2 separate regions of the Danio rerio genome follow, and region 1 is linked to region 2. Evidence: chromatin contacts called from public Hi-C data. All regions are on one chromosome and are shown on one strand. Each heading gives the region's core, a stretch centred on a gene start, on an enhancer-like site or on the middle of the called end of the contact. The rest is flanking DNA. Distances are from core to core; before and after follow the strand shown.

Evidence for each region. Hi-C and Micro-C count contacts between places; a contact is called where the count stands out from the background.
Region 1: a Hi-C map of an unstated tissue shows a contact between it and region 2, with 2.4 times the contacts expected there. The contact joins the promoter of spi2 here to the enhancer-like site in region 2.

The regions. Positions count from the first base shown.
Region 1 is chr4:18,392,741-18,397,895 of GRCz12tu, forward strand. It overlaps spi2 (Spi-2 proto-oncogene), which reads right to left and starts at 3,279. Exons shown (of 5, transcript XM_009300320.5): 1 at 3,138-3,279; 2 at 2,074-2,170; 3 at 834-937. The coding sequence starts at 3,140. It overlaps spic (Spi-C transcription factor (Spi-1/PU.1 related)), which reads right to left. Exons shown (of 5, transcript NM_001004621.2): 5 at 4,991-5,155. It also overlaps a transcript of apaf1 not described here.
Region 2 is chr4:18,318,023-18,323,239 of GRCz12tu, forward strand. The region is part of intron 30 of mybpc1 (myosin binding protein C1); the gene reads right to left. Among named protein-coding and RNA genes, the nearest start is that of chpt1, 5.9 kb to the left of the region's middle. Within about 2 kb of position 1,744, at least 4 of the 62 cell types and tissues checked have an H3K27ac peak or open chromatin away from gene starts, as enhancers often do.

The sequences.
Region 1 (5,155 bases), core at 2,029-4,528, 76 kb after region 2:
ATTTTTTTTTTCTAATTTAAACATTTAAAATATTTTATTAGAGGTTGTCAGCGAGGTCTTAAAAAGTATAAAAAATCGATAAATAAATCTAGGGAAATTTAAGGCCCTTAAAAAGTATTTCAAGGTAATAAATTTGGTATAAGTATGCTAAAGTACGCCTGATTACCTTTGAATAATGGGATGCTGTGTAGTTTATGAAATCAAACAAATCCTGCTAGATTTGACATCATGCTGCTATGTTTACTATAGTAACTAGGGAAACACTGTTTTTCCTGCTGTTGTAAAGGCACCACCTGCTGGATTACCATTTTTATTTAGTATATAAATACACTTTTAGTTTAGGATTCGTTTCTTTCTAAATCAGTATTTAGTAAATATACTGCAAGTTAAAGTGTCTGCAATGTTACTGGTAATAATGTCTGTAAATGTATGCAAAGAGTCTTAAAAAAAGGTATTGAATGTATTTCAATCTCTGATTCCTGTATATACCATTAAGAAAACTCATCAATCTGCTTCACAAGACAGTGTTAACCACTTGGTGGTGTAAGATGTTTTACTTACTTTTAGCTTTTAAAAAGGGCCACTACCAACACTATTAGCCACTCTACCCAACACTATTATACAACAACTCTGGTTGTGTTTGTCTAAAAGAAGAATGCCATAAGCACAGAGGATGGATTTTTATATTTGGGTGAACTCATTTCTTTAAAATACCAATGTGGATCCTTTAGGTACAAGCACATGTACCTTTTGAAAGTGTACTGTCCCAGTGACAGTTTTGTACCATTATTTCTTAAAAGGAATGACACAAAGTGTTAACATGAATGTTTCACCTGAGTTTCCTGTCCTGAAACTTTGATGAAATTCTCCTCATCTGGCCGTTTCTCTGCAGAAGTGTCCACAGAGCCACTGGATGATGTGACAGAGAGATCCGTCACTGCAGGTGTGTTAGAAAAAGAGTTAGTGGTAATAACAGGCAGGCATCCTAACCCCTAAAGTCGGTGTTCTTTTCCATTGTGTGTAAAACTTTAGCAATTTCTGAGTAAAGGTTCTTTCCACACCTTTTTCACTGCAATGTTTTCAGAGCAACAGGTGCATGTTAATTGGTATTAAAATAAAACAATTTGTTTAAATCAATGTTCAATTAAATTAGTTCAGTATAAAAAGAACAATGATAAAACAAATTACTGTACTGTGGTTTTGTTTCTAAGAAAATCTTTGTATTTGTTTGTGATGATTTATTATTGTGACTTGCATGTTATTAATTAATCTTGAATGTTATTAATTTGTAATTATTCATTTGTAACAAACAATGGTACACTGAAAAAAATATTCATTGGATTTGCAAAACAAATTTAGGGTAAGTTGTTGCAAACAATTTATATGGGCTGAATTTAAACAAACAAATTAAGTTGAACATTTCATTCATTAATGTTTTCTTCAGCTTAGTCTCTTTATTAATCCGGGGTCGCCACAGTGGAATGAACCGCCAAATTATCCAGCACATGTTTTTCGCAGCGGATGCCCTTCCAGCTGCAACCAATCTCTGGGAAACATCCATCCACACTCATTCCCTACTGACAATTTAGCCTACACAAATTACCTGTACCGCATGTCTTTGGACTGTGGGGAAAACTGGAGCACCGAGAGGAAACCCACGTGAACGCAGGGAGAACATGCAAACTCCACACAGAAACGCCAACTGACCCTGCCGAGACTGGAACCAGCGACCGTCTTGCTGTGACATGACAGCACTACCTACTGCATCACTGCGTCGCCCAAGTTGAACAATTCTAAATTTAATTTCTTTAAATTCAGCCCATATACTACAACCACTTACCTTAAAAAAATTGTAAATCCAATAAATCATTTTTTACAGTGTAGTATATCAAGTAGATTTTGTAGTAGATTTTAAGCATGCTTATATTAAATTTAATATTAAATAATAAAATATTTGACATGCAAATTGTTCACTGGTGACAAATGGTCTGCATTTGTTGACATGCATTGGTGTGTCAATAATGACAGATTTTTCGTTTTTGGTTGAGCTGTTCCTTTAAGCTGTTTTCTTACTGTCCCATAGAGCTTTTCTGTGAGATTCCTGCCTGTAGTGCTCCTCTAGAAATTCCAGAATCACCTCCAAATCCGTCTGATAATCCTGCGGACTGTTCTGGTAAGAAGAAATATATATTTTGATCTCACACAAAATAATGATCTACCAAGTATTTGGCTTGCAATGACACAATAGCTGATATACCAGAAAATAAATTTGAAAATGCAACATTTAGAAAAATAATCCTTTGGTGACACTGTAAAAAAATGCTGGGTTTCACACAATGTCTTTATGTTGTCCCAACACAAATCGATTTAGTTACGTTTTTTTTTTATTTATTAAAATATTAAGTACATTTGCTAATTTAAGTGGATTGCACAAAAACAATTAAGTTGTTCCCCAAAAACTCAAGAGTTGTGTTGTTGCAGCTCATTTTAAATAAGTACTTTAAGCAAGCAACAAAAAATCTATATATTTTTAATGCATGTTAAAATATTCCATTTAAGGATCACAGTGCAGCAAAATATTCAGAAATTGTCATTTTAAATCTTTTGTTGTTAAAGAGTTTTTAGTCATTAAAAGTGTGATAAAATTTAGTTTAATCACTTATTTTTTTAAGGACTGGTCGGAATAAGTATGTTGGTTTATTTATTACATGAATATATCAGTTATACTAAAAGGTACCGGAACATTATTTCATCCATATTTTGATATTTTAATTTCACAAAAGTGATGGAAACAGTTTACTTGCACTTGTATAATACATCACTTTTGTAAATGTAATGTGATATGGACACCTTTGACCTTATGCATAATTACACTGTTAAAGTGATTTGTTACTTTTTAATATTATGCTTAGCTGCATTTACTTAACACCTTTAAGGAAATGGATTTGCTCACTTAATTTTTAAAGTAAAGTCGACTAATCACTGTATATATTTACACTTTTTACATGCTCTAAACAACACTAAAGCATATAGCAAGTATGTTGTGAATGACCAATTCTTGTTATCTAAATGTGCAACTACACAACAAGGACACCATAAAAAACGGCAACATAAAACAACAAAACATTGATTCTTACCATATTAGTGTTACAGATGTGATCCTCACTGTAGCTTTTCCTGTTACAAGTGTCAATCTGTTAATGAATAACCAATAACCAATAAGTTAAGGCTAAACTATTACTGTTTATGTGCCATGTGCTTTACAAAGTAAACTGTGCTTGCTCAAATGTTTCAGACTCATTTTATAAGTGAGTGAACGGACCTTTCTACAGTGATCTACGACCATACATAAATAACCAGACTTTTTTTTTTTTTTTTACCCAAAACCACAGCTTCTGTGGGCCCAACCATTCTCACACACACATACACACATCATGATCTTGAACACACATCTCTAACCTCCACCTTTATGGAACCAGTAACCACATCCTCTCCACTTTTAGAGATAACAGCCACCACCAGTTAACAATGACACACAGACAGAACTAAACCCACGCACATTCATTCCTGTTAAATTAATCTAGAGCTCTAAAATCAAGAAAACATGCTCGCAAAACTTCAATCATAAAGTCTGTAAGAGACCTGTGTTTATTGTCCAGTATGGAAATTATTATACAGCCGCACCGCATTAGTGTTTCATTGCTATCTTACAAAGAGGAAGGTGATTTGAGATCGGTTTGTAATACAACACACACAAAGCAGTCACAAACAATCGTATCTCTGTGAAATGAGATGAGCTCGGCCCAGTGTATTTGCAAAGAAATCAGCGTAAATGTTTATACAGCGCACACCGATTACAGTCGAGAGTTTCATAAACAAATGAAAAGGGATTGTTCAAGATAGAGAAGTTTATTTGAGCGATACATGTATGATACTATGTAAACAAGTTGAAAAAGAAGTAGAAGGCTGGCTAGACACAAACAGCAGATTAGAGCATGAATATGATTTTATTGAATAGAAGAAGCTGGATCATTTTTGCAGTTGCCGTTAAACATGGTGATTTTTAAAGACTTTTGAAATCTACAAAGGTGTGAAGTTAAAAACTTTTAACAACTTGAAACCTTTTGTCAAAAGTTATGCGTAAAAATATATATATATATTTTTTTTTGCTGTTTTGTAAAAATAAATGTTATTTGGATCAATATTTTGTGCATAAAACAAACATTAATCTGTTTTCAGTTTCCAGATAATGTTTACACATTGTTGTTCAAAAGTTTGTTGTCAGTAAGGTGTGTTTGTTTTTGTTTGTATATTTATTTATTTATTAAATTAGCTTATCTATTTGTTTGTTTGGGTTTGTTTCATTTATTTGATTTTAGTCGTTTTAGTTTTATATCGAAAAACAATGATAATGTCAATTAATATTCAAATGGTCCTTTAGAAATAATTGTAAACTTTGATTTAAAATATTTCTTCATATTATATTAAGAAGTGTATAAATATTTTAATGGAAATCATGTTAAACCATCTGTTGTTACTTTTTATGAATTGAAAGTTATCTATTTAAATTTGCATATCTAAATATAATATTTTGTACATATCCTTGTACTTGTTAATTTTTTAAAATAAATTATAAACAAAAGTTGACTGGAAGTCATTTTTACCAACAGTGATCAGATTGTATAGTAAATCATACTAGATGAATTATGCAGAATTCTAATAGCATTAGTACTGTAGATATGGACTAATGGACTAGTATCTACTCGTTGTTTGAAACAAAGATGTGCAGTAGGAATTGAATTTTATTAATATAATTGCCTCTTTATACAAGTAATTTATTTTATAGTATGGAGAACTCTGCTGTGACGTGAATTTCCCTTTGGGATTAATTAAGTCTAAACAAGCAAACAAACAAATTAGATTTGTATGTTAGAAATCATTAAAAAAGTCATTATCATTAAGCTATCATTAAATCAATAAGTCTTTACAATAACTTTTGATCAATTTAATGCATCCTTGATGACTCCAAACAGTACCATTTACATGCATGAACTCTTAATACACAGTAGCAAAAACATCTTTTTTCTTCACGTTTACTACGTCATTATTGATTGCAGTGCATCTCCAATCTTTTAAAGGACAGAGATTGTACTCC
Region 2 (5,217 bases), core at 494-2,993:
AAAGTAAGAGCGCCTCGTTAACACATTTTAAGCAACCTCAAGTAAAGAAAAAAGTGTTTCAAATGTCTTTTGTGCCAACTGCTATTACAATTTTAAATACTGGGTTGTAAATCGGGTTAACTGAGTTTTTAATGTGAGTTATGGGATGATATTGATGTCTACAGTCTGTTGCAATATGGGCCGTGTGGCCCAATGGTAGTGGTGAGATGACATTAATCTGGATTTTTCTGTATGCTGTTGCAGATTCTCAGTTTATGCCAGTTCTTGTGGAATAACTACTTGAGTAAAAACAAAAAGGAGCATACAGTAATACAATAAGTATTTTTGAAACTTTATATTTTTTTTGTGACTATCTTTCAAACCAATTTTGTCAGCAAAAGATTGAATTCAAAATTCAGTATTATCGCTTATTTATTTATTTTTTTTTACATAAATGATTGGATTGGAATGATTATGTGATTGGATATTATTTTACTCATCTTTGACTTTATTTTTGTGAAATATGTATGATGTAAACGATGATGTAGTTGAAGTTAAAGATAAATTTCCACTAGTGGACAATAAAGTAAAACACAACCAAATATTATTTAAACAACAATTTAAATAAATTTCACCTCAATAGTCTCAAACTTAAACTCTCTTTAAGTGGCTTTCAATTTCATAAATATATAATTGGTCTATATATTATTAGCTTTTTTTACACTACAATACACTACAAGTGTGCATGCAATACAAGAAGTGCACTTAATTTTGACAAGGATCAGCTTGATATTTTGTAATGAAATGACATTCAGACAATTATAAGAGCAACTTAAGTATTTCCAAAGAGACAGAAAAGGTATTCACAGACAAAGATAAAGAGAGAGAGAAAGAAAGAGAAGGAAATCTTCTGGGAGTACATAACTATCTTATGTTTTGGCAAATTAAATGCTTAACCATATGAATTTGTACAAAATGTAAGATTCTTAAAAGACAAAAACATGACAAAATCATATTAATGAGACTGTGTGAATTCATATGGAGAAGCCCCTGATTCACCAAAACATAAAACAATTACGGAATGCCATGAAACTGTGTTTAAAAATCAGGATAGTTTGTGAGTGTTTGCCAGGTGCAGTGCAAATGATGAGGCAGTGAGTGCAATCATGTTTGTGCAAGCTTTTTCAGCTATCCAGCCGCTCATAACTCATTTCATCGCTGCATGTCATCTTTTCTTATTGAAGCATGTTGAGCTGTGAAGGCAGTTGGTTGAAAGTGCTCTAAATTAAGCTGCATTATGCAATATGATCACAGTTATAAATATACAAAGCACACAGTGGAAGCATCTGCAGAAGGAGTGTTGCTGGGGCAGAGATGCAAGTCTTGACTTTGTTTTGAATCTGACTCCTTGATCTCAAGATAAATTTTTCATTATTTTGAGTGAAATATAAATTAGTAGTTTCTAAAGTGCCCCTATATGCTTTTTTGAACATCACAGTTAATATAGGGTGTAATATAGCAGATTGGGACGGTCTGCACATTTCCAAAATGCACAATAAATGGAGTTATTGACTCTGATTGAGTGAACCGATTCTGGAAAAGAGTTCTTACTAAGTACAATCTTAAACCACAGATACGGCACTTTAAGCTCCATAAATACACTTTTAGATACACCCATAGACTTTCTGACCAATAGTACACAGGAATATGTCAGATCGAAACCGCAAGCTTGTGTGACACATGTTGCTGTGTTCCAAAGTTCAAGCTTGGTGAACTCTGACATGACATTCGGAAATGTGTAATATGGAGCAAACACTCGTTTTATCATAGTGTCCCATCATCTCGTTTTATCCCACACATTTTCACAGCGCCGTATGACAATATTTCGCAGGCTCAAACTCTAGTGTGACCGCTTTAGCCTCTGTATGTTGGAATAAGGTTGCATAATGCCAGCCTATGGTCTTTAAAGGCTGCCTGCAAAGATTGTCTATCTCAACCATCTTTAAAAACAAGTTGTGGCTAAGGCCATGTTGTCTGTGCTGTAAAAGCTAATTCAAGCATGTGATTGTACTTGTAATTCTAAACACAAGGAAGGACACTTAAGACTTCAGCCTCTATAGTTCACTCACTCCCATCCGGGTCACGGCACCAACATCGATTCCTCTGCCATAAAAGGCAGGCACCTTAAATGGATAATTCACCCACAAAATGAAGATTCTGTCATTATTTACTCACCCTTTACTTGTTTTAACCCTTTATGGGTTTCAGTCTTCTGTTAAACAATAAAGAAGGTATTTTGAAAAATGATATTTTGAAAACCTGTAACCATTTACTTCTATAATATTTGTTTGTCCAACTGGAAGTCAATGGTTACAGGTTTTCTTCAAAATACCTTCTTTATTTTTAAATAGAAGAACCCTCAAGTAAGTAAATGATGAGTGAATTTTAATTGGGTGAACTATCACCTTTCACAAAGACGCTAGACATTAGTCACTAGTGTGCTCTTTAAGGTCGCATTAAACAGATTTAGTTACTTGCATAGCTTTCACTGACTGGTTTTTGGCTCTTTTACATAGTAGTTGGAGCTATATTGCACATACTGTAGCCTATAACAGAACACCTTTGTATTTCCATAGTGTTTGCCTGTTATTTGTGCACTTTCAAAAGATTAGGATTCATGGTGAAACTTGATTTTAAAAGCAATGCCATAATTACATATGACTATTTACAAGTACTAAACAACCCCCCAGTCGAACTTCAGTTAAGGTTATGGGTGTTTGATTTCCAACATGTGCTATAAGCAGTAGACAATCACAAAAGACTGGTTGATTTGACCAATCAGGTCTGCTCTCTGAAAGTAGGGGTTTACATAGATCTTGAATGACCAATTTCAGGCACTGTCAGAAAAGAAGCAGTGTACAATATATTATGAGAAATTTTGCATAAATTTAAACCTATAGTATGAGATATTTAGAATAAATTGGCATAATAAGGGCACTTTAACATCAGAAGGTTTACACTCTAGATTTCAAGTCTGTGCAAACTGTGCAACTACAAAATCAGCCTGTATCTGATTTTACTATGTAACAGCCAAGTAATTCATTCACATTAGTTTTCTGTTTGCTTTGAAATCACTACTTGGCTATTAGAAAGTATTACACAAGTATTCTGGGACTCATCATAGTATGTGTGAGCGTGTTGAATGATGGTATTATATTTTTGGACTATTGACATTCAGAATGCATCATATTATTATTTTATTTTATTACCTACACCAAGATAAATGGTTTTACAATTTTTAAAAAGACTTTTGTGGTATAGCCCATTTGTCACAGCATGCAAAGGATATTTAAGCAAACAAACGCTTGAAGTATCACAACATAAAGTAGCATTTCCATTGAAAAAATGCTTGCAAGCCTAGCATAGCACTTCCATTCTAGAGAAGAAAGAGCCTTAGTTAGATTCTGTTGAGAAAATGCAAAAGTTATTTCACATTATTGCAATATATTAAAGTAAAACATTCTGTCAAAAGCATGCACTATATACATTCTATATGGAGCGAACAGTTTTTCCTTAAACTGAGCTCTTAAAGAATTCTGTAAAACATTCTTGTTTCTTGAATGGAATTGACGAGCATTGCACACCAGCAAAGAGCAAAAGCGGGATTACTGGCAACCAAGGGATGCAGAATGAATGAAATATAAGCTTCATATGCCCGAAACCATATGAAAGCTTACCTTGAATGAGAACAACACATGTAGTAACTATTCCTGAGTGATGACTGGGGGAGAAAAAGAAAATACGGATTAAACCCAAAGTTTACATGAGGGAGTTATATGTGCTTCAGGGTACATCGCTGACTTAGTCATTACAGATTTAACATGGAGGAGTTAAAGGACAGACCACAGTCTACCAAGACGGAAACACAACAATATGGCAATGTGTGACAGTATGAAAACATGATATAATGTGCAAATATTGGTGTTTTTGTCAGGTCTAGGGGATTTCGTAGACCTGCCAAAAAATGTGTGAAGTCTGTTTTCTACAGTGTGTTGCATTATGGGATGTGTGGCCCAGTACTAGTGGTGAGATGACATTGATCTGGATTTGCTGTATGCTGTTGCAGATCCTCAATTTATGCCAGTTCTTGTGGAATAAGAGCATACAGTAGTAATCTTTTTTTTATTATTATTAAAATGCTTCACATTACCAGTTAACTCATTTGAAATCTTTAAATTATGTGTGACTATCCTTTACAACCAGTTTAACCCATTTGTCAGCTATAGAAAATTAATTCGAAACGTAAGAAAATTCAGTATGATCGCGTTTATTGTTTTGTTTTTACATGTATATCTATATGATCATGAATAATGACAGGGTATTATTTTACCCACATTAAATGGTAAAGTATTTTTGATAAGTGGAAAGGAACTGATTGTATGTCAAGTCAAATCTGAAAAATCCTAAGATTATCATCATTACATTTTTGAAAGTTTTATTTATAATATTTGTCAAAGTTATAAATAGATGGCATGTTCAAGTGTTTATACTGTAGAACGGCACTATTGATGTAAAGAAAGGAGCCACAGAGGCTTTGTGTGTTGATGTTGAGCTGCACAGTACCAATAGAAACAAGAGATAAAGGATACATTGAATTACTACAAATAAATAGAATAATAAAAGGGAAATTAAATTCCATACTGTACTCACCTGGGAAATCTAGAAAAGACATTAATATATTATGTTCATATTTCTAGTTTAATGAGCACACACTCACCAGCCACCTTATTAGGCACACATTACTAGTACCAGGTTGGACCCCCTTTTGCCCTCAGAACTGCTTCATGGCATGGATTCAACAAGGTACTGGAAATATTTCTTTGATTTTCTTTTGAGATTTTGGTCAGTATTGACGTAATAGAATCACACAGCTGTTGCAGACTTGTCATATTCCACTACATCCCTAAAGTGCTCTATTGGATTGGTATCTGGTGACTGTGAGGGCCATTTGAGTACAGTGAACTTATTGTCATGTTCAAAAAACCAGTTGTGGATGCACTGTGGTCATAACGGATAGGCATGGTAAGCAACAATACTATATAGGTAGGCTGTGCTGTGGACACAATGCTCAATTGAAGTATGCCAAGAAAATATCCCTCACACATTACACCACCACCAGCCTGAACTGTTGATACAAGGCAGGATGGATCCATCCTTTCATGTTATTGACGCCAAATT